Linked DNA regions of Lactuca sativa: region 2 is linked to region 1. The links are chromatin contacts, called in public Hi-C maps. All regions are on one chromosome and are shown on one strand. Each heading gives the region's core, a stretch centred on a gene start, on an enhancer-like site or on the middle of the called end of the contact. The rest is flanking DNA. Distances are from core to core; before and after follow the strand shown. Region 1 holds the start of LOC111913273 (dynamin-related protein 3A). Region 2 holds the start of LOC111913276 (40S ribosomal protein S11-2).

Region 1 (5,960 bases), core at 1,557-4,056:
AAATATATTTATTGCAAACTAAGGGATTTGGGCGTTAAATATCAATAGGTGAAAATGTGAAATGGATAATAAAGACAAACCTCCAAACTTTTGACAAATATTGACTGGAAAATATAGTGTATTCTTGCTCCTCCTGACAACTCAGATGTTGACATCTCTTCGTTTTTACCCTCAATCATTGAAGAAAAGGCTGTTTAAAGAAATCATGAAGATCATCTATGAGATTCAAAAAACATACACATGTACTTATTATTAAAAATAAAAACAAGAAAACCAGTATCACCTTCAGAATACTTTGAAAGAATATTTAGAAGAAGAGCTCCCATGCCAGCCTATAAATTATTAAAAAGCAAATGTTAGAAGGTAAAAAGGTAAAAACTTGTCTGAAAAAAGGATTGATAAGCACCTTAGACTCTGTAATCTCTCCATAACTAGCATGTTCTTTTGCTACAGAAACTAATGCAGCACTAATACGTGCCTTCAACCCTGGTAACACTGTTTTTATATGTTTCACCAAAATCTACAAAAGAGGACATTAAGTTAATATAACGTTTCATCCTTAATGAGCAGATAAAACCCTAATACAGTTTTACCTGGTTTAACTTTTTTGCCAGCTGGGGTACCCCACAACGATCTGCAAGCTCATTATACACCTACATTATAAAAATTAGTTAAACCATATGAAAAAAAAAGTTAAATAAATCATTGAAGGAAAAAAAAAATGTTGCATACTGGACGACTGCGAAAGAATTTCTCCTCAGCTGCTAGTGCATCTTTAATAGTTCGGTTGAACATAATGTCCTGTTTTTAAGAATATGGCAACCATTGTTAGATTAAAAGATAAAGAAAACTAACATTATATATAATAATAATAGAACAAAGAATATAATTATTACCTCCTGACTACGATTTACAACACCAATAAAGCCAAGTCGAAGGGGGATCACTTTTCCAAGCAAAAAATTACGTGCATCGGTTCCTCTATCCATAATATCCAACTAAAGCATCAAAAAGGACAACATTGTGATTACTATATAAATAATACTATATAATGGAAGAGAAGTAAGAATAAATTGAAACTGAAATCATGTATGTTAGTTATAAATATAGACTTATAGTATACCTTTGTGATCACACCAATTGTCCTGTAACCTAACAGCACAAAAAGAAAAGAAGCCATGTTAAAGAGATGAACTTTCATTCTATTTCTAGTTTTTTTTGTACCAAAATCACTCAATGAAATCAGTGCCTACCATCAGGATCTGCATTTCCAGCGATTTGAAGTGCATCTGAGTTGGCAAGGTCAGCATTTGCAGGTGTGACAGCTAGGATTAAACAGCTGGGAAGCCTAATGTATGACATTATCATTGTCCTAATACGAGCTTCAATGTCTGATGGTTGATCTCCAACAGGAACTTTTGTTATACCAGGTAAATCCACAAGGGTGATGTCAAGTACATTAGGGGAAAAAATCTTTAAACGAATTTGTTTATCAGAGACACCCTTGTTTCCTCCTGCTTCCCTATCTGTCTCAGCCTACAGTATTCAGACACCCAACTAAGGTGTTAGTGATCAGACTTTGTGTTGGTTGACATAAAATAAAGTTTAGCTTTATCATAGAGGATTAAAGAATCCACACTTATCAGAGCTCTAACATTTTTTCCTCTTAATGAATCCTCATACACAAATATACAATTGATTCAGATGAGCTATACCAAAGACACTCTCATGATCTCATCTAACCCTGAATAATCTGATCACCTAGCTGATGCAGCTTACGAGTATATACAAAAATTACTAGAACATGAGAGGATATAGATGCTTTGCTGGCCTGAAAGACAAAGACTCATGTTGCTAGGTTTAACAGGCAGTTGGACAAATTCTGAACCATTATCCATAACAATTAAAATGTCACGCTCTATAAGCTCCAGTAAAATACACTCAGGGTTCTATCAGACATGTAGTTTTGAGTTTTGTGAAGTTGACGAATTTAGGCAGTGTGTTATTAATCTTGGTAGGTAGAAAAAACTGCTTTTGGTCTAAGTATTCAAAGCCCTTTATTTTAAAGACAAGAGATCTCAAATATACATGAGAAATCTTTTTTGAGTAACAAAAAGTGCATCTGCGCAAGAAATGTGCTTTTTTAAATTTCACTGGAGAAAATTCATAAATGTTTAACGTACCAGTTCAAGCTAGGTCAACTCAGATAGTAATATAAAAACTACTATAATGATGATGATGATGATAAAAGTAACAAATTGGCTGTTGCGACGAAGTACCTGAATTTCCTTACGAATTTCATTGAAATTATAGAACCTCTTCCCCGGCACGTGTAAGAACTCACCATACTCTTCATCGGTGCCGTCAGGCTTCCGCTTAGTCTGAAGCAGCTGAAGCACGAGAGGTCGGCGAGTGCAGATGTCGGATCCCCTGGGCAAGAAGTCACGGCCAACGAGAGCTTCAAGCACACTGGATTTACCACTGCTCTGGCTACCAACAACGGCGACCTGAGGGAGCTCGATAGTAGAGGAGCTTCCAAGCTGAGCGAAAATGTCTTGAAGCTTGTTCACGATGGGGATGACGTTGTGGCCAAGAGGAGCGGCGTTGGAGTTGGATGAAGATGGTTGTTGTTGAGGCGACGAAGGGACTACTGGTTCGTCTGCCATTGAACTGGATTTGGTGGTGAGATCGAATTTGAGTGTGTGAAACCCTAGAGGTACGAGGGAGGTGGAGAGAAAGTGGTTTGTGTTGCAAATGCCAAATAGTTTAGAAAGAGATGTGGGAGATTCTCGTGCCGCCCAAGCAGATGGGAATAAAGTGAAACTTTTCAATTTATAAGGGGTGAAATTGACATATTGTGATGTCGTGTTGTCCAATTTTTTGATTTAAAACATTCGAAATTTGAATTTGCTTTTTCAGGAAATACATTTATCTTCTTTAATTTACTTTTGGTTTGAGATTAATATTATGGATAATGAATTAAAAGGGTAATATATTTTTTGGTTTGTACATATTTGGTCACCGAGTTTTTTTCGTCCACATTTACCTCTTAAACTTGTTAAACTGTATACATTCAGTCCTTATGATCTGCTACTCCAGGTTACCCGGTAAAAATGACTTAATAGGGTAATATATTTCTCACTTTGTACACATTTAGTCCTTAATATTTTTGTACACATTTAGTCCTTTTTTTTTGCAAAATAAGTTATTTTTTTGTACTCATACAGTACTTAAGAATGATTTTTTAGTTTTTTCTCACAAAATATTACGTGGGGCATTCATTAATGAGGTGTATGGGGCTTTTTTTGATGCTTATATCTATCGCGATCTCGACTATTTGGTTGTTTAGGTCATGTATTCTGAACGTCGTAACTTCTTCATATGATCTCGGATTTTAACGATCTTTATATTCTTGCATTCGTATTTTACTCTACTACAACTTTCATTTAGATTACTCCCATTAAAAAATAATATATTTTTACTTACGATTTTTATATCCATACGCGATGGCGGATTTAGTATGGTCCCGGTGTTGCACCGACAACACCTGTTTTTTTTGTTCGCAGTGGAAAAAGTTTCGCTTTTTTTTACGTTTATAACTATTTTCCATGTATCGGCAACACCTATTTCATCTCGGCAACACGTACTATGTATTACTGTGTCTTCCCATGTCCATACGTTTTTTATGAATGCATGTATGTATGTTTTTAAAAAAATCGTTAGTAAAAATATATTACATTTTAACGGGAGTAATCTTAATGAAAGTTGTAGTAGACTCAAAAAATAAACATGTGGATAAAGATCTTTAAAATCTGATATTGTATGAAGAAGTTACGATGTTCAAAATACAAGACCTAAGCCAAACCACAAGACTTACGCAACCAAGCAATCGAGATCGCATTAGACATAAGCATCAACAACCCTAAGCAACTCATCAATGATTGGCTCACGTAAGATGTCGTGAAAAAAACCTAAAGAAATCATTAATAAGTATTGAATGAGTACAAAAAAGGACTTATCTTGAAACAAAAAAATGTTAAGGACTAAATATGTACAAAAATATTAAGAGTTAAATGTGTACAAAATGAAAAATATATTACCCTATCAAGTCATTTTTCCCGGCTAACCTGGAGTAACAAGTCATAAGGACTAAATGGGTACAGTTTAACAAGTTTAAGGGGTAAATATGAATAAAAAAAAAACTCAGTGACCAAATGTGTACAAATTGAATAATATGTTACCCTTTTAAGTCATTATCCCTTAATATTATTCACAATTACTGCAACATTGATTGGTATTTGAATTGTGACATGTCGTTTTTGCCACGTATTATTAGTGATTTAAATAAATTTTTTATGTTCATCATACATACTTATAAAGCTAACATTTTTTCTTGAATCTCATGCATTTGAAACCCCCATAAAATTTTGCCAGCACCTCATGCATTTGAAACTCCCACACCCTTTCACCTTCAAAGTAATTAATCACACATAATCTCATTCCAAGAAAATCACACACTCTATAAGTTCAACACCTCATGCATTTCAAACTCCCACACCTTTTCACCTTCATTATATATGTAGTTATATTAGTACATTTTTCTTACAAAAAGTCGTCATTTGGTTGAAGATAGTATGATTCAAAAGTTTTCATATAGTTGAAGCATTCACGATCCAAATATGATGATTTGAAGAAATGGGTTATGTCGCATCGATGGTAATTATAATATGATTTTTCTTTCAACCAAAACAAACGAAGTTTTTCTATTATTTCTTTATATTTAATTTCTCATTTGACCTTTATATGTGATTTGTATGTATTATACGAAGTTTTTATATTCTTTTTTATATTTAATTTCTCATTTGACCTTTATATGTGATTTGTATGTATTATACGAAGTTTTTATATTCTTTATATTCAATTTCTCATTTGACCTTTATATGTGATTTGTATGTATTATACGAAGTTTTTCTATTCTTTCTTTATATTCAATTTCTCATTTGACGTTTATATGTGATTTGTATGTATTATACGAAGTTTTTCTATTCTTTCTTTATATTCAATTTCTCATTTGACCTTTATATGTGATTTGTATGTATTATACGAAGTTTTTCTATTGTCATCAAGTTTCTATGGTTGAATGGTGTTCAATAGAGAAAGAAGATTCAGAAAATAGATATAGGTTTTTTTTTTTTTAGAAAAGTAGACGAATGTTAATTTTTTCTTTTGATTTAAACGTATATTTATGTAACATTTTTATTTATATATTCAACCACCCAATGTTCTTATTTATATGATTGTAGTTTTTCTATTTTGATTATGTTGATTTTCTATTATTTTTTTGTTGGGTTATCCTACACAACATATTTACAAAACAATATTTAAAAGATAACATAATTTAACGTTTGATATGTAATTATGATGAATTATCATGATATGTTCTTCATATGAAAGTAATTTATCCATATTACTACGACAAGAATTACATATGACATTTACGAAAATATATATTATATGTTATTTGTTTAACATATATATGCACCTATGTATGTTATAAATTTTTAATTAAATATCTTTATGTTTAATAATTGAAGGGATTAAAATGATGCATCAAAACCAATTATTTAGAAGAATATAATAATAATAATAATAATAATAATAATAATAATAATAATAATAATAATAATAATAATCTCTCTACCTAATAAAAACCTCCCTGAGGTGCCACATGTCCCTCTAATAACCCATAACAATCCACTTGTCATTTCCTCCTCTTTTCTCATAAACTAATTCCCGCCTAAAGCATTGTTAACGGAAGTCTAAGAGTATAAGTCAAAAGTCAATACATTCAAACTCAATTTTAAATTTCATTTAAATCAAATCACGATCCCATAAAATCAGGAATATCCCTTGATTCCGATATATCAACTACCATAATTTTGATATTGATTGTCACAAAA
Region 2 (6,278 bases), core at 3,233-5,732, 140 kb after region 1:
ATTAGCTTATATACATTTTGTGAACGATTTAAAACATTATTAAGTGACACTGATTCAAATCGAGTTGCTGATAAAAGTCGTTTTACTTCAATGAAAGAATATGCTTTTTGGATTCCTACAAAGTGAACAAGTTTTGAAGATGATAAAAGTTCTCTTTCTGGAAAGAATGAACATAGTGTAGTGTCAAAATTGCTTTCTAGCGTCGAGCTTGAAATTTGTACTTATTTAATTCTCTAACATATTATGTTTATATTGTTGTTAATGCTAACATTTTATCGAGTCACTATTAAAATGAGTTCCTTCTAAATAAAAGTATGAAATTATCCCTCATGTCATGTATTTTGGGTGTTATGATGTAGATGTTGTCATGACATGACATATATATATATATATATATATATATATATATATATGTGTGTGTGTGTGTGTGTGTGTGTTTCTTAGAAAGAACGATAAATAACCAAAGTTCTTTAGATACTTAAACTCTGTACACATAAAACACCAAATCCAATGTAGATATGTCATATGTATTTTTGTTTATTAATAAAATTATTTATATTTCTTCTTTCTGTTTATTCTGCAAGGTTTATTCAACATTTGACATTTAGGGCGTGTTTGGCAAAAGTAGTTGTTAGCTGGAAGCGGTTAGCAGATAGCTGGTAGCGGGTAGCGAAAAACGGGAAACTGTAACTTTTATTTGTTATATGAGTGTTTGACAAAAGTAGCTGGAAACTTTTGAAATATATAAAATTACATAAAGGACAACTAATTAAAAATAAATAAATATATAAATATATTTTTAAAGGTAATTATGGAAATTGATTTCAAAAGCTCAGTAGCGTTTTATTAAACGCTACATGAAGTAACTTTTAGATTTTGAGTGTTTTGTTTAAACTAAAAATTAAACGCTTGTATTTCCAAACGAAACTTTTTGTTTAAACTAAAGCGTTTTATCAAAAGCTAAAAGCTAGAAGCTCTCAAACGCTTCCAAAAATTCTTTGCCAAACACGCCCTTAATCTAATGAAAACGATCTCTTTACTGTGTCCGCTCATGCAACAAAGAAAATCTGCACTTATACAACAAACAAAAAAGGTGCAAAAATCCAATTGGTGCGAAGCAAGAGATCTACTAATTCAATAACAAATTGGACGTAAAGTAGACATGAACTTAATATTTTTTACTAGCTTCATATTAAATCATATTTAAAGACCTCATATACATTTTACAATTAAATAAAGAATTGATTACCCTTCAATAAAATTTGTAATATTTTTTATTATCTTCCTATTAAAATCATATTTAAAGACCTCATAATGTACATTTTATAATTAAATAAAGACTCACTTTCCATTAAATAAATTTTGATTTTAGGTTAAATAGAATTATGTAATTATAAAGACTAACCTGTACAAATGGTCCATGTGGTTTGCTCAAAATTGTATATTTGGTCCAAACAAGTTTGGACAAGCTCCAAAGGTCCAAAGTTTTCATTTTGTTGCGAGTTTGGTCCAATTTGCATTTAACTTTTTTAAAAGACTAAACTGCACAAATGGTCCCCGTGGTTAGCTGAAAATTGCCACTTTGGTCCAAAAGAGTTTGGACTAGCACTACAGGTCCAAACTTTTCATTTTGTTGCACGTTTGATCCAATTTGCTTTAAACTATTTTATAATGACGATTTTACCCTTACCTTTTACTTTTTCAGTTTTATTTAATTATTTAAATATTTGATTGATTAAAAAAATAAAAAAGAATAGAAATCTCTCTCTCTCTCTCTCTCTCTCCTAAACGCCCACTTCGTTTTTTTTGTGAAACCCAAAAGGAGGAAGCGACCTCAATCACCCAGTCATTGGAGAAACACCATCCAATCACCCCTCGTTGCTGCTTCATTCCCTAACCACCGGCGACACCAAGAAATACCCCAACACCACCGAGGACCACCTTGCTCCACCACGTCACTACCACAGCTGCCCACCACCCTCTATTCCTCCACTACCTTTACCGATTAAATTCTCAATGACTGATTTCAGTTAAGCTTCTGATTTAAATCATAAATTTCACAACGAAACGAAAATCACATTTCAAGACACCCATATAATTTCCCTTGTCTAGTTTGCAGATCTGGGTATACAACTTCAAGATCTCTTTTAATCATTTCATTTAGGGAATTGTGAAGACTGAGGAAGCTGGAGAACTTTTAACAACCACTTTATGAAGACGATGTCAAGCTTTGTTGTTACAAAAGAAGATTTCCCAATTGAATCCTTCAGAAGACGAAGAACACCACCCACTTCCTCTTCATCTGTCTACATCTCTCTCCTTCTCTTCCTGCCCCCTTCTATTTTCCTGAAACCCTAACACCACCTCCTTCTCCTTTCAAGACCTGTAAGAACGAGTCTAGATTAGGGTTTCATTTTGGTTTCAAGATCTGAAACCCTATCACCACCATTATACTGGTGAAGGTTTACGAAACCCTAACAATGGCGTCGGAGGTGAAGAAGGTTTAGATGACGATGTATTTATGCAGATGGCAGACCTTCGATCTTCTTGTTTGTTTTCAATCTTTTGATTCTTCTGACCACCTCCCCAGTATCGGATCTGTAGGAGAGATGGAGAGAAAGGTAGTGTTTCACCTCAGATGAGAGAAGAAGAAGAAGAAGAAGAAGAAGAAGAAGAAGAAAAATGGTGTTACTGTTGGATCTATGATGACAATGTTGTTTACAGATGTAGGTGTTGACCGGTGGTGTCGTGGTGGTGGAGGTTGTTGTGTTGGCCGGTGTTGGTGGTTGTATTGTTGACTAATGATGGTGGCGTTGATGAAGGGGGTATAAGGTGGAGAGAGAGTATTTTTTTTCTTTTTTGTTCTTTTTTTTGCATAATAAATAAATTTACAAAAAAAATATACAAGGGCAAAATCGTCATTATAAAAGAGTTCAAAGCAAAGTGGACCAAACTCGCAACAAAATGAAAAGTTTGGACCTCCAGTGCTAGTCAAAACTTTTTTGGACCAAAGTGTCAATTTTCAGCTAACCACAGGGACCATTTGTGCAGTTTTGTCTTTTTATAATGACAATTTTACCATTAGGTTTTTCCTTTTCACTTTTTTATTTATTTAATAACTTTTCTGATTAAAAGAAAAATAAAAAAGTAAATTCTCTCTCTCTCTCTCTCTCATATATATATATATATATATATATATATATATATATATATATATATATATATATATATATATATATCTCCTCTTGCTCGTGTTACAGTTTGAAGCATTATCATGTTTGGTGAAAACTGTCTACTTGATCACCAAATTGATTTGCAACTTCTAGATTTGAATGACAGAAAGATGATGATGATGATGGAGAAAAATTCAAATGACATAAAGATGGTGATGATGGAGAAAAAGATGTCTTCATTGATAACAAGAGGAAGGAATCAGAGCTAGGATTTGTTGTGGATTTTCATAGCAATGAGGGTTTTGCAGTGGATCTTCATAGCGAAGACGATGAGGGCTTTTCACATCGATGGTGAGAGAGATGGATATGAAGCGGAGGCAAAACCGTAATCGAATCTTTATAACAGCGACAATGAAAACTTAATCGAAGCTAGGGGTTGTTGTGGCTCCGGTGACCTCGATCTCCATATCTAGCCTTATTCGTCTTTTTATAGGACTAGTGTTACCATAACGACTAGTTAATCTGCCGAAGGCTCTGAAAAGCGACACCTTTCTCTTCAATGATGTCGCATTCACCGACACCTTCGATGACGAAGGATACTTGATCTGCCCCTAACAGGAAATTAAGATTTCTTTTAGGAGAGTTTTGAGATAGCTATAAATTACGTATGCTTCTCAACATTTTGGAATCATTGTGAAGCAAATCCTTTCCCGAACTTCACTGTTGGTAACTGATGAGTTTTTTGAAATCATAAATTGAAAAATCCCCAAATATGTGGAGTGTTGAAATAGAGATGAATGAACACAAATCTTTATTGATGAAGATTTCATTATGTTTTCCTTTAAAACAAAAACATATATATATATATATATATATATATATATATATATATATATATATATATATATATATATATATAGAGAGAGAGAGAGAGAGAGAGAGAGAGAGAGAGAGAGAGAGAGAGACCCTTTATAATTAAATAATAAAATAATAGTAAAGGAAAAAAAGAAAAAAAACAAATATAAATAGACAAATCCGAAGAATTTTTAAAGTGTTTTGGATCAAATTCGCAACAAAATTAAACCTTTGGACCTGTAGTGCTAGTCCAAATTTTTTTGGACCAAAATGAACAAATAAATTTGTACATTTTAGTCGATTATAAACTTATAATCCAATATCATACTCCCTAATTGATTTTGCATAGAAATTGTTTAAAATACACATTCCATCGATTGTAGTAGACAATTAGACATAAAACAGCAGCCCAGCCCACTAGAGTCATTTATTGATTAGAAGCCCACAAGGCCCAACTTAACCTCATTAAATATATAAGCTTGCTAGGGTTTACATCTGCCTCCGCTTATTTTCTACCTGTGCTTCCGCCACTGAAAAGCTCCGATCTCTACCAACAATGGCTGAACAGGTTGTTATCTAATCTATCAACTCTCGACTTTTATGCTCATCTCGTTTCCTACAGATCTTGACATTTTGCTTTTCTTTTTGTTTTCTCTATTTCCTGATAGACGGAGAAGGCGTTTTTGAAGCAACCCAAGGTCTTTCTATGGTGAGAAACTAGCCTCTTTTCGTGTTCGAATTTTTTGTTCTTTTTTCTATATTTATGCTAATTTGCATATGGAAGATGATGTTGGTATTCTTAATTGTGTATTAGTTCGAAGAAAAGTGGGAAAGGGAAGAGGCCTGGGAAGGGTGGAAACAGATTCTGGAAGAGTGTTGGTCTTGGGTTTAAGACTCCAAGAGAAGCTATTGAAGGTATTAGCGTTCATCAAACACCTTTTCTATCTGTTTTTTTCAAATGATTTCGAAGCTGTTAGATATGTGATTTACAGTATGATCTTAATTATGTACTTAATATCTTTAGGAACTTACATTGACAAGAAGTGCCCTTTCACTGGTGATGTCTCCATTAGAGGTCGTATTCTTTCCGGAACATGCCACAGTGCGAAAATGGTGAAGACCATTATCGTACGTAGGGACTACTTCCATTATGTGAAGAAATACCAAAGGCAAGAAGACACAATCCCATCTGTTGTGATTTTATCAAATACCCTTAAATACATAACAAATTCTAAATCAATCTTATTTGTATGCTGTTTTGTTTGATTGATAGATATGAGAAGAGGCACTCGAACACTCCAGCTCACATTTCTCCATGTTTTCGTGTGAAAGAAGGTGACCGAGTCACAATTGGACAGTGCAGGTGACATTTTAGATATAATCCCCTTATTTATATTTTGATTTGATTCTTATATTTTATATATGTTTTTAATTTTTAATTATTTGTATTTTTGTTGCAGACCATTGTCAAAGACTGTGAGGTTCAATGTGTTGAAGGTGACTCCAGCTGGATCTTCTGGAAGTACTGGGAAGAAGGCGTTTGCAGGCTTCTAAGGAAAAAGCTTTATCTTGAATTTGATTTGCTGGTTTTGTAGCGATACTTGTTTTTTTTTTAACAGTTTGGTTTAAATGTTTCGGTAGATGTATTTTTTTTTTTTACTTTGATGTTCGCAATTATGGTATGATTGTAAACATTAAAAATCAAATTTTGATTTGGCATTTGTTCTTGTTTTGGCTATTTGTTCATTTAATGATGATTTTGATAGATGTGAATTAGCTGATCTTTATACTAACTTTTTGCCATGCATAACAGTTTCGAGGATTATACAAATCCTTTTAAAATGCGTATTACAAAAAGTTATTGTGTAAATATCATTTTCCTGAAACAATAAGCTATTGAAAATAAGCGGATTATGCTCGTTATCAACCTTGAAGATATCTTTATACTAAGGTGTTTTTTTTTTAGAAACCTTTTTGGACCCCCTTATGCCAATAAAAACATTTTGAGGTCTAACTCATGTAGCACATGTAAAGTGGACTAACTATTAATCCAAATGAACAATTTTCAAAGGTTTTATGTTGTTTCAAGGCACTAAGAGATGGGTGGAATAAAGGTAGTATGCTTTTTGTCCTTTATAATTATTTTCGTATTGCAACCAATACCTTAATAATTAAAGCCAATTTAAATATTGCAATCAGTGCCCAAATAATTTATTAAATTAACATTACCATTTTCAACTGTCATTAAAC

Evidence for each region. Hi-C and Micro-C count contacts between places; a contact is called where the count stands out from the background.
Region 2: a Hi-C map of seed shows a contact between it and region 1, with 4 times the contacts expected there. The contact joins the promoter of LOC111913276 here to the promoter of LOC111913273 in region 1. A contact is called at or near these places in 3 of 4 Hi-C or Micro-C datasets (leaf and seed).

Annotation. Positions count from the first base shown.
Region 1 is chr5:255,243,867-255,249,826 of Lsat_Salinas_v11, forward strand. It overlaps LOC111913273 (dynamin-related protein 3A), which reads right to left and starts at 2,807. Exons shown (of 19, transcript XM_023908991.3): 1 at 2,280-2,807; 2 at 1,254-1,536; 3 at 1,124-1,152; 4 at 897-998; 5 at 733-801; 6 at 594-653; 7 at 407-520; 8 at 284-332; 9 at 81-190. The coding sequence starts at 2,666.
Region 2 is chr5:255,385,097-255,391,374 of Lsat_Salinas_v11, forward strand. LOC111913276 (40S ribosomal protein S11-2) reads left to right here and starts at 4,483. Exons shown (of 6, transcript XM_023908995.2): 1 at 4,483-4,596; 2 at 4,697-4,737; 3 at 4,843-4,943; 4 at 5,053-5,197; 5 at 5,302-5,391; 6 at 5,489-5,755. The coding sequence starts at 4,585. The coding sequence ends at 5,582.